Linked DNA regions of Zea mays: region 2 is linked to region 1. Evidence: chromatin contacts called from public Hi-C data. All regions are on one chromosome and are shown on one strand. Each heading gives the region's core, a stretch centred on a gene start, on an enhancer-like site or on the middle of the called end of the contact. The rest is flanking DNA. Distances are from core to core; before and after follow the strand shown.

Region 1 (6,313 bases), core at 1,049-3,548:
AATATATGAAGGGCAAAGCCCTGTCTGTGTTGAAAAAAAAACAAGGAGACTCCCAATTTTGGCGTGGCATTATGGATAGTAAAGAGGAGTATTGCAAAAACAGAAAAATGGAGATTGGAAATGGTTATGCGACTAGTTTTTGGAGGGACAAATGGTGTGGGGATGAACCTTTTTGTATTAAATACAAAAGATTATTTGATTTATCCCTTAATAAAGAGATAAGTGTGAATGGAGCCTTGAGAGATAGCTGCAACTCCTTAATCTTCAAAAGAAGATTATTTGGAGTAGGAGCTAATCTTTTGGAAAATTTAAAAATGGACTGTGAAGGATACTGTTTTAAGGACAGTAAGGATAAACCTTATTGGATTCTTGATAAAAAAGGATTTTCAGTGAAGTCGTTGTACAAACAGTTCAAACAAAATACGACCAGAAAACCATACTGGTTCATCTGGAAAGCGAAAATCCCTCAGAGAATTAAAGTTTTTCTTTGGTTGATTTTAGAAGATAAAATCTTATCCAAAGAAAATCTGAAAAAAAAGGAATTGGCATGGTAATGTAAATTGTGATTGGTGTGGTCGCCTGGAATCTATTAATCATATCTTTTACAACTGTCAGGTGGCTACTTTCACTTAGAAAGTGATTCAGATGGTTGTTATGTCTTTGTCCCTTCCCAAAAATGCCAATGAGATGTTTGGGTTATGGTTTTGTAACTTCAAAAAATATGAAAGAAATTTAATCACTATTGGTTGTAGTGCAGTGCTTTGGTCTTTATGGAAAACTAGGAACGATTGCTGTTTCAACAACATCACCTCTCCTAATATTGCTAACATTGTACTTCTATGCTGCTCTTGGTTGGATTCTTGGGCGATTCTTCAGAAAGAAACATCAAGAAAGATGCTGCTGGAAGGAAGCTCCCTTCTCAGAAGAATGGTTAAAGGGATCTTCAACATAAATTTTGGCTGGGTGCTGATGGATAATCGCTTATGCTTCTAATGCCGAGCGCGTTATCTTTTGGTTATGTGATCTGGATGCTGAAAGGATGCTTGCCGGTGTTCAATTTCTGTTCTTTAGCTTGTCTGGTTTCTCTCAGGTTGTATTGGTCCGGTTGCTGTGGGCCCTTACCAATTTCATGTTTGGTAAAATGTTAGGGTGATTGGGAGTGTTTGCATTCTGGTTAGCAGGTCTGTTTGGTTACTGATCTCTAATATGATCCAAAACTGTTATGGATAGTTAGATGATGACTGTTAGCTTGATGAGCTAAGTATTGTAATAAGTAGTACGTTCTGTTGGAGTCTGTTAAACTGTGGTCCTATTTCTTAATGAAACAGGGGGTATACTAATTCAGATGTTTGATCGGATCCTTTGATCTGAAGCTGGATCGTGTTCCACCGAAACAAAAGTTATATGGTGGAATATCCGGAACGACATCTCCATCACTTTCTTAGAATAACAAGTTTCAGTATAAGTATGCTTAAAAGTTAGGTTACCATGCCGAGTATACTAATGCTACAAAGCAAGCTCTTGCTATTTGGTGCCATCATCCCACTGTGTACGTCCTGGGAAGACCGGCCAGCCGGCTGGTGGCGATGGGCGATCGCGTACTCCACATGATCGTCCAAGTTCTTGACCGTCTATCCAGATTCCGGAGCATGCCGTGGTCCCGATGAGAGGAGGGCGGTCCTTGGTTCTAATCTAACTGCAGACTGTCTGATGCAGAGGGCAGCGAAGGACGTAACGACACCCAGGATGTAGATGGCCACTGCCTGCAAGGCTGCAAGGCTATGGCACATGGCTGAAGGTGCAGCGAGCACGGAGAGCTGTGGAGGAATTGGAGCCGTCGCCGCTGCTTAGTGCTTACTGAGAGAAGGATTTACCAGTCGTTTGGTTTGGCCGTCATCACTGGCACAGTGGCACTGAAGAGAATGTTAGCAGAATGTTGCCTTAGTGCAGAGCAGAGCAGCAACGTGGACGGGTTATGTTTGTTTCGTGCGGCCGCGTCCAAGCAAAGACAAGGCGTCGTGGGCTCGTGGCGCCCCCCGGAACGAGAAGGAAGCAGCGAGCACCGACGGCCGCCTTGCCGTTGCCGGCCGTCTTCGCTTGGCTCTGCCGCTGGCAAGCACTCGCGGCCACGGCAAGCCTTTTTCCCGATCCGTGCTCTGTTCACCGTGACACGGCAAGCTCCAGGCCTCTTTATTTGCTTCTACTCAACTAATTACAATTGCCGGCACTACAGTCATCATCATTAACGTTGCCGAGACTTTAAAATCGCTCTCTTTGTTTTTTTTAAGAAGAAAGATAAAGATTAGTGTTGATGTTGATGACACGCGGGCGGGGACATGCCGATGGATCGTTCGGACCAACCAAAAGCCCAGGCCCAGCCCAACCAAGATCACACACGCAGTATATAAAAGCATCTGCAGACTGCAGGCAGGCAAGATGCGCAGGGGCCGATCGATTCGAAGAGAGCTGAGCTGCTGGGCCAGCCACCCGTTCCCGCGCTATCTCCCGGCCCAGGCCCTCCCCTCCCGCTTCCTGCTCTGCTCAACTCGATCCCGCCCCACCATGCCGCACCAGGGTAGCCACCGCCCGGGCGCGCCGGTCCAGGGAGACCCCGTGTTCCCGCGCGCCACGTCCACAGTGCTGCCCGACCCGTCCCGCTTCTTCGCGCCGCCGCTCCTCGCCGCGCCGCTGCCCACCAACTCCTTCTTCCAGAACTTCGTGCTCAAGGACGGGGACATGCCCGAGTACATCCACCCCTACTCCGTCCGCTCCCCGGGCGGCGGCGCGCTCGACGTGTGCTACCCGTCGCGGGTCCACTCGCCGTCGTCCGTCACCCAGACGTTCGTCGCCGACCTCACCGTCTCCGACGCCGCCGCCGGGAGCGCGCAGCGCCACGTCGTGTCGGCCTTCGACGACCTCTCCGTCACGCTCGACGTGTCCCCGTCCCTCCGCGCGCACCTCGTCCGCGGCTGCCCCTACGTCACCGTCACCACGACCGCCGGACCGATCGACGTCTCCGTCTCTTCCGTCCACGCCTTCGTCGAGCTGGTCGGCTCAAGGTCCAGCCACCACGGCTCGCCCGGCACCAAATGGCGCCTCCGGATGGACAGCGGCCAGACCTTCCTGCTCTACGCGTCGGCCCCGATCCACCTCGCGCAGGCCAGCCCCACGCAGCTCTCGGCGACCGCCTTCGCCGGCGCCATCCGGGTCGCCTACCTCCCGGACGCGTCCATGGAGCCGGTCCTCGACCGCTACAGCCGCTGCTTCCCGACCGCCGGGCACGCCGCGCTGGACCCGATCCACCGGCCCTTCCGCGTCGACTACGCCTGGCACAGAGAGGGACCCGGGGAGCTGCTGATGCTCGCGCACCCGCTCCACCTCCGCCTACTGGCACTGGCCGCCGCGGACCACGGCGAGAACCGTGCCGCGCGGGTGCTCTACGGCTTCCGGTACCGGAGCATCGACGGCGACATGGTCGGCGTCGTCGGCGGCTGCTGGACGCTGCGCGCCGACCCGGTGCCCCCGGCGTGGCACTCCACCCGCGGCGTCCGCGCGGACGGCGTGGCCGAGGTAGTGGCCGCGCTGCGCGCCGACGTGGGCGCCCTCGCGCCCGCCGCAGTCACCACCACCTCGTCCTACTTCTACGGGAAGGCGGTCGCGCGCGCCGCGCGGCTGGCGGTGGTCGCGGAGGAGGTCGGGTGCGCCGACGTCATCCCGGCGGTGCGGGAGTTCCTCACGGCCACTGTCACGCCGTGGCTGGACGGCAGCTTCCAGGAGAACGGCTTCCTGTACGACGCCACGTGGGGCGGGCTGGTCACGCTGCAGGGGCTCAGCGACTCCAGCGCCGACTTCGGGTTCGGCATCTACAACGACCACCACTACCACCTGGGCTACTTCCTGTACGCCATCGCGGTGCTGGCGAGGCTGGACCCGGGCTGGGGCCGCGAGCACGCGCCGCAGGCCTACGCCATGGTGGCCGATTTCATGACGGTATCGTGCAACAAGGCCGGGGACGGCGGTGGCTTCTTCACGCGGCTGCGGATGTTCGACCTCTGGACGCTGCACTCGTGGGCAGGGGGGCTGGCGGCGATCCCCGACGGGCGCAACCAGGAGAGCACCAGCGAGGCCGTGAACGCCTACTACTCGGCAGCGCTGGTGGGGCTCACCTACGGGGACGCGCGCCTCGCCTCGCTGGGCGCGACGCTCGCGGCGCTGGAGATGCTGGCGGCGCAGACGTGGTGGCACGTCCGTGACGGGGAGGGCATGTACGAGGAGGACTTCAGCGGGAGCAACCGCGTCGTCGGGGTGCTGTGGGCGAACAAGCGCGACAGCGGGCTGTGGTTCGCGCCGCCCGAGTGGAGAGAGTGCCGCCTCGGGATCCAGCTGCTGCCCCTGCTGCCCATCAGCGAGGCGCTGTTCCCGGACGTGGCGTTCGTCAGGGACCTGGTGGCGTGGACGCTCCCCGCGCTGGACAGGGACGGCGTCGGCGACTGGTGGAAGGGCTTCGTGTACGCGTTGGAAGGGATCTACGACACGGAGGCGGCGCTGACCAAGATCCGCGCGCTCACCGCGCATGACAATGGCAACTCGCTGACCAACCTGTTGTGGTGGCTGCACAGCCGCGGGCCCGCCGTAACGTCGTCGGGGACGGGGACGCCGGGTTCGGGTTCGGGCGTTGCCGCTGGTACCGCCACTGACTCTGACAGTGGCAGTGGTGGGCAACACGAGCAGTGGCGGAGACAGGCATAGGGCCGCTAGGGCTCGGGCCCTACTCTTGAGCCGAAAAATTACTAGGGGCCCAAATATGTTCCGAAGAATTGAGAGAATTTGTATAATCCGTTCATGGTCATATATGTCATTATCTATATATTTGTATGATTTAAGTTTTTCTAACTGATATAAATATTTGTTAGTGTTATATCGGGCCCTACACTTAGAGAAATCCTGGCTTCGCCACTGAACACGAGTGATTGTTCATGTCAGCTTGTGGACGAGCAGGTGATGGGCTTCCAGTGGAGAGAGTGTGGGCGTGTGGGGTTCATGGGTTGAAAAGAACCTAAACTTCTGGACACTCTTATTTTCTTAACTAGGTGGGTGCCCGTGCGTTGCAACGGAAACATATCGTTAGCATAGGGAACGTAGCTCCTACTAATCTGGTATCAAAGGTCTCGACGATCATGAGCTCTGCCGCTGCCCCTATACAGCCGCCGCCGCCAGCATCAGGCCCCCCAGGCAACGTCCAGCGCGCTGGTTGCAGCCTCTGCTTCGTCGGGAGCCATGATGCTTGGTCGACGTCCGGATTATCAACCAAATGCCCGTACTTTGCTACGGCTTCTGTATATTTCTTAGTAAACTTTGTTATAATAAAACATATACATAATGTTTAAAATGTGTACATGATGAACCTATATTCAAAAAAGATTGCTGATATAAAATTATAAGATTAGGTGGCTCACCGCTAGATACATTTGAGAGGTCATGTGAGAACTCAGAAGATGCAGCCATGATTAAATCCCTAGGAGGAAATTCAGCTACAAAATGTGCAGTTTGATTCACTGACAACTGAGTTACACATGATTCTAGTTGATTAGTAACAGGTTCAGTCCCAATCTCAAACTCAAACTCATTGTGGCTATCCAACAAATATGTTTTTGCTTTATACTTCATGACAAGAGAAGCATTATAACTTATGCAAGTCAATCATCCATGGGATGGAAAACACCAGAATCTGGACCCTCAAGTTGTGTTAACTTTGTAGTGCTTTCAAGGTGCTTCTTTTGTGTATCCATATAAAATGGTCCAACAACACTGTCTTGCCATAATCAAATAGGCACATTGCAAACTCTTGAAGAAAAATATTTGAATGTACCTTGACACCATCAGTAGACTTAGAAACATATCAATGCACGAAACGACAAACTCTTGAAGAAAAATATTTGGATGTGGACCAGTTCAAGTTAGTTATGGGTTCCTAAGTTTTCTTTCCAGATTGTTTTAGTGGTTTTTTCTTCTTTTCTGCTTCTTTCTTCGTGTTTTTTTTGTTTTAGGGTGTGGTCATCCCCTAGGAGCATGCTAATTGTATTTTACTTTCTCTTCTAATATATTTTTCGGCAGCTCTCTTTCCGTTCATTTCAAAAAAGATGGATACATAATAAGACACAAATTTATTTCCAAGCCATGCTAGGCGAAAGAGTTCTGGTTAGAATGAAGGTTCGGAGCAAACACCTTCAGTGCATGGTAGAGAATATGCCGCCCTAATCAATATCTGCACCTGACAAATGGTCATCCTAGCAAATGTTGACTTTCCTTTATG
Region 2 (6,313 bases), core at 987-3,486, 170 kb before region 1:
TCTGTGAAGGATCTCAGTTCTAGGAACACAATCCTTAGGTGCAACAGCTCTGGGTCCCTGTACACCATCAGTCTTCCTACTGCGCGTGCTCCTCCAGCCACTACACACTACGGCCTTGCTGCTGTTACTACTCCTGCGTCCCTATGGCACCAACGTCTTGGTCATCCTGGCCCTGACGTGCTTGCTAAGCTTTCTAGTATTGTTGTTGTTTCATGTAATAAGCCCAAACATGTACTTATCTGCCATGCTTGCCAGTTAGGTCGGCACACTAGGCTTCCGTTTGCGCAGTCCATGTCGCGTGCTACTCAGTGTTTTGATTTAGTTCATTTGTATAGGCCTTGTGTGTGTGTGGGGGGGGGGGGGGGGGGGGGGGGGCAGGCTGTCATCTGCGTATGTACAGGCCCGGCCCATAGGTGCTGCGCCACCTCTGTTGGGAGGTTTTTCCCCCTGTCCTGCCGCCATCCTCCTGTAGGCGGCAGCCCTAGGGTTTCCTCCCCTCCTGTCTGCCTATATATGTTGACCCTTGGGGTCCTATCAATACACAATAATCATAGGCGACTATCCCTGTCCAACACTTCAGACTATGATGGCACGTGTAACATTCCGTCCCAAAAGCAACGTCATCACAAACTAGTGAACTACACATGTGTCAGGTGTGCTTCAGCCTAAATATTCATAAGCAAAGGCTGAGCCACATCGACCCGAAGCACCCATGTACCTCTGCTCGTTTGCTCCTCACCAGTATGTAGTGCCTTATCAATTGTAAATAAAGGGGGAAAGGAAAAGTACAATCACATATGTATATGCTTATTAACAGGAGTCTAGGAGAAATACCTCAAGCTACTATAAGGGAGTGTTTGGTTTCTAGGGACTAATTTTTAGGCACTGTTTGGTTAGATGGACTAATCTTTAGTCCCTATGTTGCCAAACAAAAGGACTAAAATAGGGACTAATTGGCTTTAGTCTCTAGTCCCTCACATGGGTGCTAAAAGGACAACATTTACTCCAATTGCTCTTGACTAGAAAACTAGCGTCATACACAGAAAACAAGAAAAGGGGTATTTTGGTTTTTATGTGTTGAATTTAATGTATTTAGAATCTGTTTAGTCCTTACAACCAAACAGGGTAGTCCTTAGACTAAACTTTAGTCCTAGAACTAATGGAACCAAATGGGGCCTTAGTACATCTATTTTATTCAATTTAAGTCCCTAAATTAACAAATACGCTGTATTTGGCAATTTAAGGACTAAAATAGAAAAAAAAAATAAGTGACTAAAAATTAGTCCCTACACCCCCTCAATCAAACTCCGATAAGACAATTTGGACTGCCCAGACCATTATTGTTAGTCCTAAATGACCACACGACAATAGCACAGTAGCAGCAACATTCCAAGCAATCACCTTGGTTTTGGTTTCCTCGTCCACGATATCAGCCTTGAACTTGAGAAAGCCCACCCGTTTCCCGAACATGTCAACGCCCTGCATCGCAGATCCAGACGCAATCGAGCGCAAATTGAGAAACGTCATCCAATCAATCAATCACAGAGCACAACAACAATTCGACGAGCCAGCAGCAGAAACGCATATCACCTGGATGAGAACCCGCGTGAGGCTCAGCCTCCCGTAGGTGAGGACGCCCTTCTCCGACTGCAGGTTCCGCAGCCACTGCTTGAACAGCGACGACTCCACCGCGTTCCTGCGCTTATCAGAGCCCACAGCCAGCAAACGCGTGAGCGAGCTTTCCATCAGACGGGACCGGAGAAGGGGACCACAGACGCTGACCTGAAGTCAGCCTCGGGGAGCCCCGGCGCGCCCACGACGAGGACAGGGGCCCCGGCGCCGGGCACATCGACGGTAGCGCTGGGCAGGGCCGCGGCAGAGCCGTCCGACGAGGCCATGCGTACGCTGCGGCGGCAGGAAGCTGCTCGTGTGGTAGCGGGAGGGGAAGGGAGAGGAAGAAGCGGCAGTGGCGACCAGCGGCGGAAGCGAAGGAGGCACTGCGCACGAGCAATCGCGGCCTCCGATGCCATCGGGCCAGCGAGTTTCCAGAAGCTTCGTTCACGTAGAGCAATTACCAATCTCGATGGGCCGGCGGAAAGTGATCCCAACGAGCATGCACGTGGAGCAAAAGCCTTGTGAGGTTAAAAGCTCGGGCAGGCCCACGTGTAGCTTTTAAGCCCACATGGCTTTTTGCCTAGCCCATTTTAAGCACAACGCTACTGCCCTCGTTTCGTCTCGTCTCTCCCACCAAGCCGCAACACAGCGCAGACGGCGGCGGCTGCTAGCCTGCAACGAACAAACCAGCGAGCGAGCGGGCGGAGGAGGAGATGCCGGGAAAGGGGCAGCGGCGGAGGGAGAAGAACTTCCGGGCGGCGCACGGCGGGGTACCGTGCCTGCCCCCGCCGCCAAAGCAGAGGGAGCTCGAGGCCATCCCGACTAAACTCCGCCGCCTCATCGCCTTCCAGAACAAGCACAACGCCAATGCTGACGCGTCCTCAGGTGCTGCAATTAGACCATAGATGGTCTGCCCAATCTCCTGTTCTGCTCCCTGACCTGACATTGTGCTCGTGGTGGTGGTGTGGTGATGATTGCTGCACAGGAGGTGCTCCCAAGAAGCAAGACGATGGGTTAAGGAAGAACAAGCTAGCAACAGACAAGGCAAAGGACAAGGTAGTTCCTGGGTAGAGTAAGAGTAAAATTCGGCCCTGCTTGTCCTCAGCCCCGCACTTCACTGCAGTTTACTTGATTCATACCATGTGTTGTTGTGGTTCATGGTTGCCTGCCAGTTGTCTGTGCAATAGATGCTGTTAAGAATGTGATGCGCTAACTTCTTCGCGTTTTTTTATCTTCAATTCAATTTTTATGGTGTTCATGTAGAAAACCAAGAAGCAGGCATTGGTGGTTCCTGCTGATAGCAAAGCATCAGATATTAAAGGTAATGATAAACGTTCAGCTGCCAATGAGGATGTGAATGCAGAGGGAAGTAAGGGGAAGAGAAAGAGGGGAAATGTTAAGGACCTTCGTTTCGAGGAACTGGACAAGAACATCTCAGCCTCGAAGAAGCAGAGGAGGAAGCAGTGAGTTCTCTAGTACTGCAGCTACTGCCCTTATGCATTTGATCTAAACTCCGTTGTTATGTCATTATTAGTAGGAGATGTAAACAATAGTGACATGCCCTTCCATGAACTTAGGCACCTGGATGAGAAGAAAAAGAAGCGCAAGGACAATAAGACAGAAACTCTACCAGACTTTCCTGGGCGCGAGAAAGTCAAATTTGGTGAAGTTGTTGTGGCTCCACCAAAATTGTCATTCCCGAAGGTAGTTACTTCTCCACATGGCTCTACATGAATCCTTTTGTGCGATCTGTATTCTGGATTACACATCGATGGTTCTATACTTCTATAGGTGAAGAGTGCTTCAGATGCTTCTCGCGAGATGCTGAGGAAAGAGGCAATTGAGAATTACAGATATATCAAAGGCTGGACATCGAGGCCTGGACTGCAGCTTCCAACGCTAGCAGAATCACAATAGATATTTTCTCTGTTTATCGTTGTCAAACTTACTCTGTTTATATCAGAGAAGTTTAGAGTATCAATTGTGTAATTTGTACTCTCATGTAGGCAATTCCGAACAAATATTCCTGTCTGGATTTCCTCTCTTCTTTTGTGTGTTTGTTTTTCCAATTGGATCATTGTTGTGCTCTTGCCAATAGGGTATTATGTGATTAAGAAAGAAAATGCTGACTGTTTGATCAGTGGCTTGGATTTTGGAAAATTGCCCATATTTGGTTCAAGTCCATTCTTTGATGTGGCAATTGGAGCATAATCAACTAATATTTCAGGATATCTATACTCAGTGAGTTTTTCTTCCAACCTCCCCAATGTATAGTTGTGGAATATGTACATGTCTTCAACAGTAACAAAGGATTAAAAAAATATTGTTTTGGCATTTCAAGTTGAACGTGTGTATGCATACAACTGGAGCCCTTTATCCATGTGGAGGGTAGACATTGTTTTGTATGTAGCATCCTTGGATTCATCTGAAGAAGTGTATCACAGTATCAGGGTGGCTACCATTATCTTCATCTGCCTATATGCAAACTCCTTCCCCAAGCAGATGCGGGGTCTCGCCTCATCATTGAAGAAATATTTGTTAAACGCAAATGGTTGTTGTCGGTACCCTGAAACAGGGTACCCCTTACTACAGTATGAAGACGCGGTGCCCACGCGACTATCTCTAGTCGCGTAGTGAGCAGCATCCGACCTCACCACGTGGACGGCTCTGGGGCCGCCACGTAGCCAGAGAAGACAATATACTCCAAGGTAACAACAGTGGGTCCGGACCCCATGAGAAAGTATCGGACCCCTGTATATGCAGACCGGACCTCCGGATAAGGTCCAGGACCTCCATGGGTGCAGACCGGACCCTCCGGATGGGGTCTGGACCCCTCTGCGTGGGGTCCGGGCCACTCACAGCATGGTCCCGGGATTCTGGGACAAAGAATACCCAGGCCTTAATCAAGGCCAGGTGGGGTTCCGGAGCCGACACGTGTCCGGACTGAAAGGGAAATAAGGTAAAACCTTTTCCTAAATGATTTTGGTGGTTGAATTGCCCAACACAAATAATTGGACTAACTAGTTTGCTCTAGATTATAAGTTCTACAAGTGTCAAAGGTTCGACACAAACCAATAAAAAGTTAAAGTTAGGGTTCAAAAAGAAAGGAGCAAAACCAACCGAAGGCTGCCCTGGTCTGGCACACCGGACTGTCCGGTGTACCACCGGACAGTGTCCAGTGCTCCAGGGATATCAACTCTGAACTGCTCAGCTTCGGGTTTTTGGAGAGCCACTCCGCTATAATTCACCGGACTGTCCGGTGTGCCATGCGGAGCAACGACTACTGCGCCAATGGTCGTCTGCAAAAGTGAATAGTGAATGTGAACAGTGCGCGGACAGCGCACACAGAGTCAGAGCAGCGCCAGAAGGCGCACCGAACAGTAAACAGTGACTGTCCGGTGCGGCACCGGACTGTTCAGTGCCCCAATCTGTCAGAGCTCCAACGGTCGAACCCTAATGGTTGGGTGACGTGGCTGGCGCACCGGACAGTATCCGGTACGCCCCATCGACAGCCAGCCTCCCCAACGGTTATTTTAGTGGGTGGGGCTATAAATACCCCCAACCACCACCACTTCAAGGCATCCAAGTTTTCAGTCATTGCATTCAATACAAGAGCTCTATACTTCACTCCAAGACACAAAACAAAAGATCAAATCCTCTCTAAGTCCCAAACTTATTCCGAAGACTTAGCGGCTTGTGAGAGAGAGACATTTGTGTTCATTTGAGTTCTTATCGCTTGGATCGCTTTTCTTCTTCCTCCATTCTTGTTCTCAAGCAACTTGTAATCAAGCAAGAGACACCAAGTTGTGGTGGTCCTTGTAAGGGGTCTAAGTGACCCGTTGATTAAGGAGAAAAGCTCACTCGGTCTAGGTGACCGTTTGAGAGAGAGAAAGGGTTAAAAGAGACCCAGTCTTTATGACCACCTCAACGGGGAGTAGGTTTGCAAGAATCGAACCTCGGTAAAACAAATCACTGTGTCATCCGCTTTCATTTGCTTGTGATTTGTTTTTCGCCCTCTCTTTCGGACGCGATTATAATTCTAACGTTAACCCATCTTGTAGATTGTGTTTAAAGTTTATAAAATTCAGATTTGCCTATTCACCCCCCCTCTAGGCGACTTTCAATTGGTATCAGAGCCCGGTACCTCATTAGAGTCTAACCACTCGAAGTGATGTCGGGAGCATCCGCCAAGAGGGAGATCGGGACCGGCGACAAGTCCGCAAGCTCGGAAGAACACACTCGAGAGAGTCCGGCCACAAGCACAAGGAGGAATCCTCTTCCTCCTTCAAGCCAGATGGGACACCAGTCTTGTTCCCCGTAGCCTGAGCTAGCTAGGGGTAGGGTAATGATGATCCCCCCTGTGGCGTGGTCGGTCCGAGCCCAAGGTCGGGCGAGGCGGAAACTCCTCCGAGGTCGAGGTTGAGGCCGAGCGAGGACGTGATTCCGCCCGAGGTCGAGGTCGAGGCCGAGCCCTAGGGTCGGGCGAGGCGGAGTCCATCTTCCGAGGCCGAGGAGGGGGCCGAGCCCTGGGGTCGGGCGAGGCGGAGTCCATCTTTCGAGGCCGAGTCGGGGGCCGAGCCCTGGGGTCGGGTGAGGCGGAGTCCATCTTCCGAGGCCGAGGCGGGGGCCGAGCCTTGGGGTCGGGCGAGGCAGAGACTTCTCCTGAGGCTGAGGCCCAAGGTCGGGCGAGGCGGAGCTT

The links. Hi-C and Micro-C count contacts between places; a contact is called where the count stands out from the background.
Region 2: a Hi-C map of leaf shows a contact between it and region 1, with 3 times the contacts expected there. The contact joins the promoter of LOC100276116 here to the promoter of LOC103638141 in region 1. A contact is called at or near these places in 8 of 25 Hi-C or Micro-C datasets (ear, endosperm, leaf and 2 more) and 1 of 3 datasets of contacts at active chromatin or transcription factors (leaf).

The regions. Positions count from the first base shown.
Region 1 is chr9:26,114,169-26,120,481 of Zm-B73-REFERENCE-NAM-5.0, reverse strand. It overlaps LOC103638141 (putative endo-1,3(4)-beta-glucanase 2), which reads left to right and starts at 2,298. Exons shown (of 2, transcript XM_008661123.4): 1 at 2,298-4,632; 2 at 4,635-4,918. The coding sequence starts at 2,437. The coding sequence ends at 4,697.
Region 2 is chr9:26,280,634-26,286,946 of Zm-B73-REFERENCE-NAM-5.0, reverse strand. It overlaps LOC100276116, which reads left to right and starts at 2,236. Exons shown (of 5, transcript NM_001149985.3): 1 at 2,236-2,499; 2 at 2,600-2,670; 3 at 2,878-3,077; 4 at 3,192-3,318; 5 at 3,406-3,879. The coding sequence starts at 2,328. The coding sequence ends at 3,531. LOC100277024 reads right to left here and starts at 2,109. Exons shown (of 7, transcript NM_001407164.1): 1 at 1,783-2,109; 2 at 1,591-1,696; 3 at 1,402-1,479. The coding sequence starts at 2,030.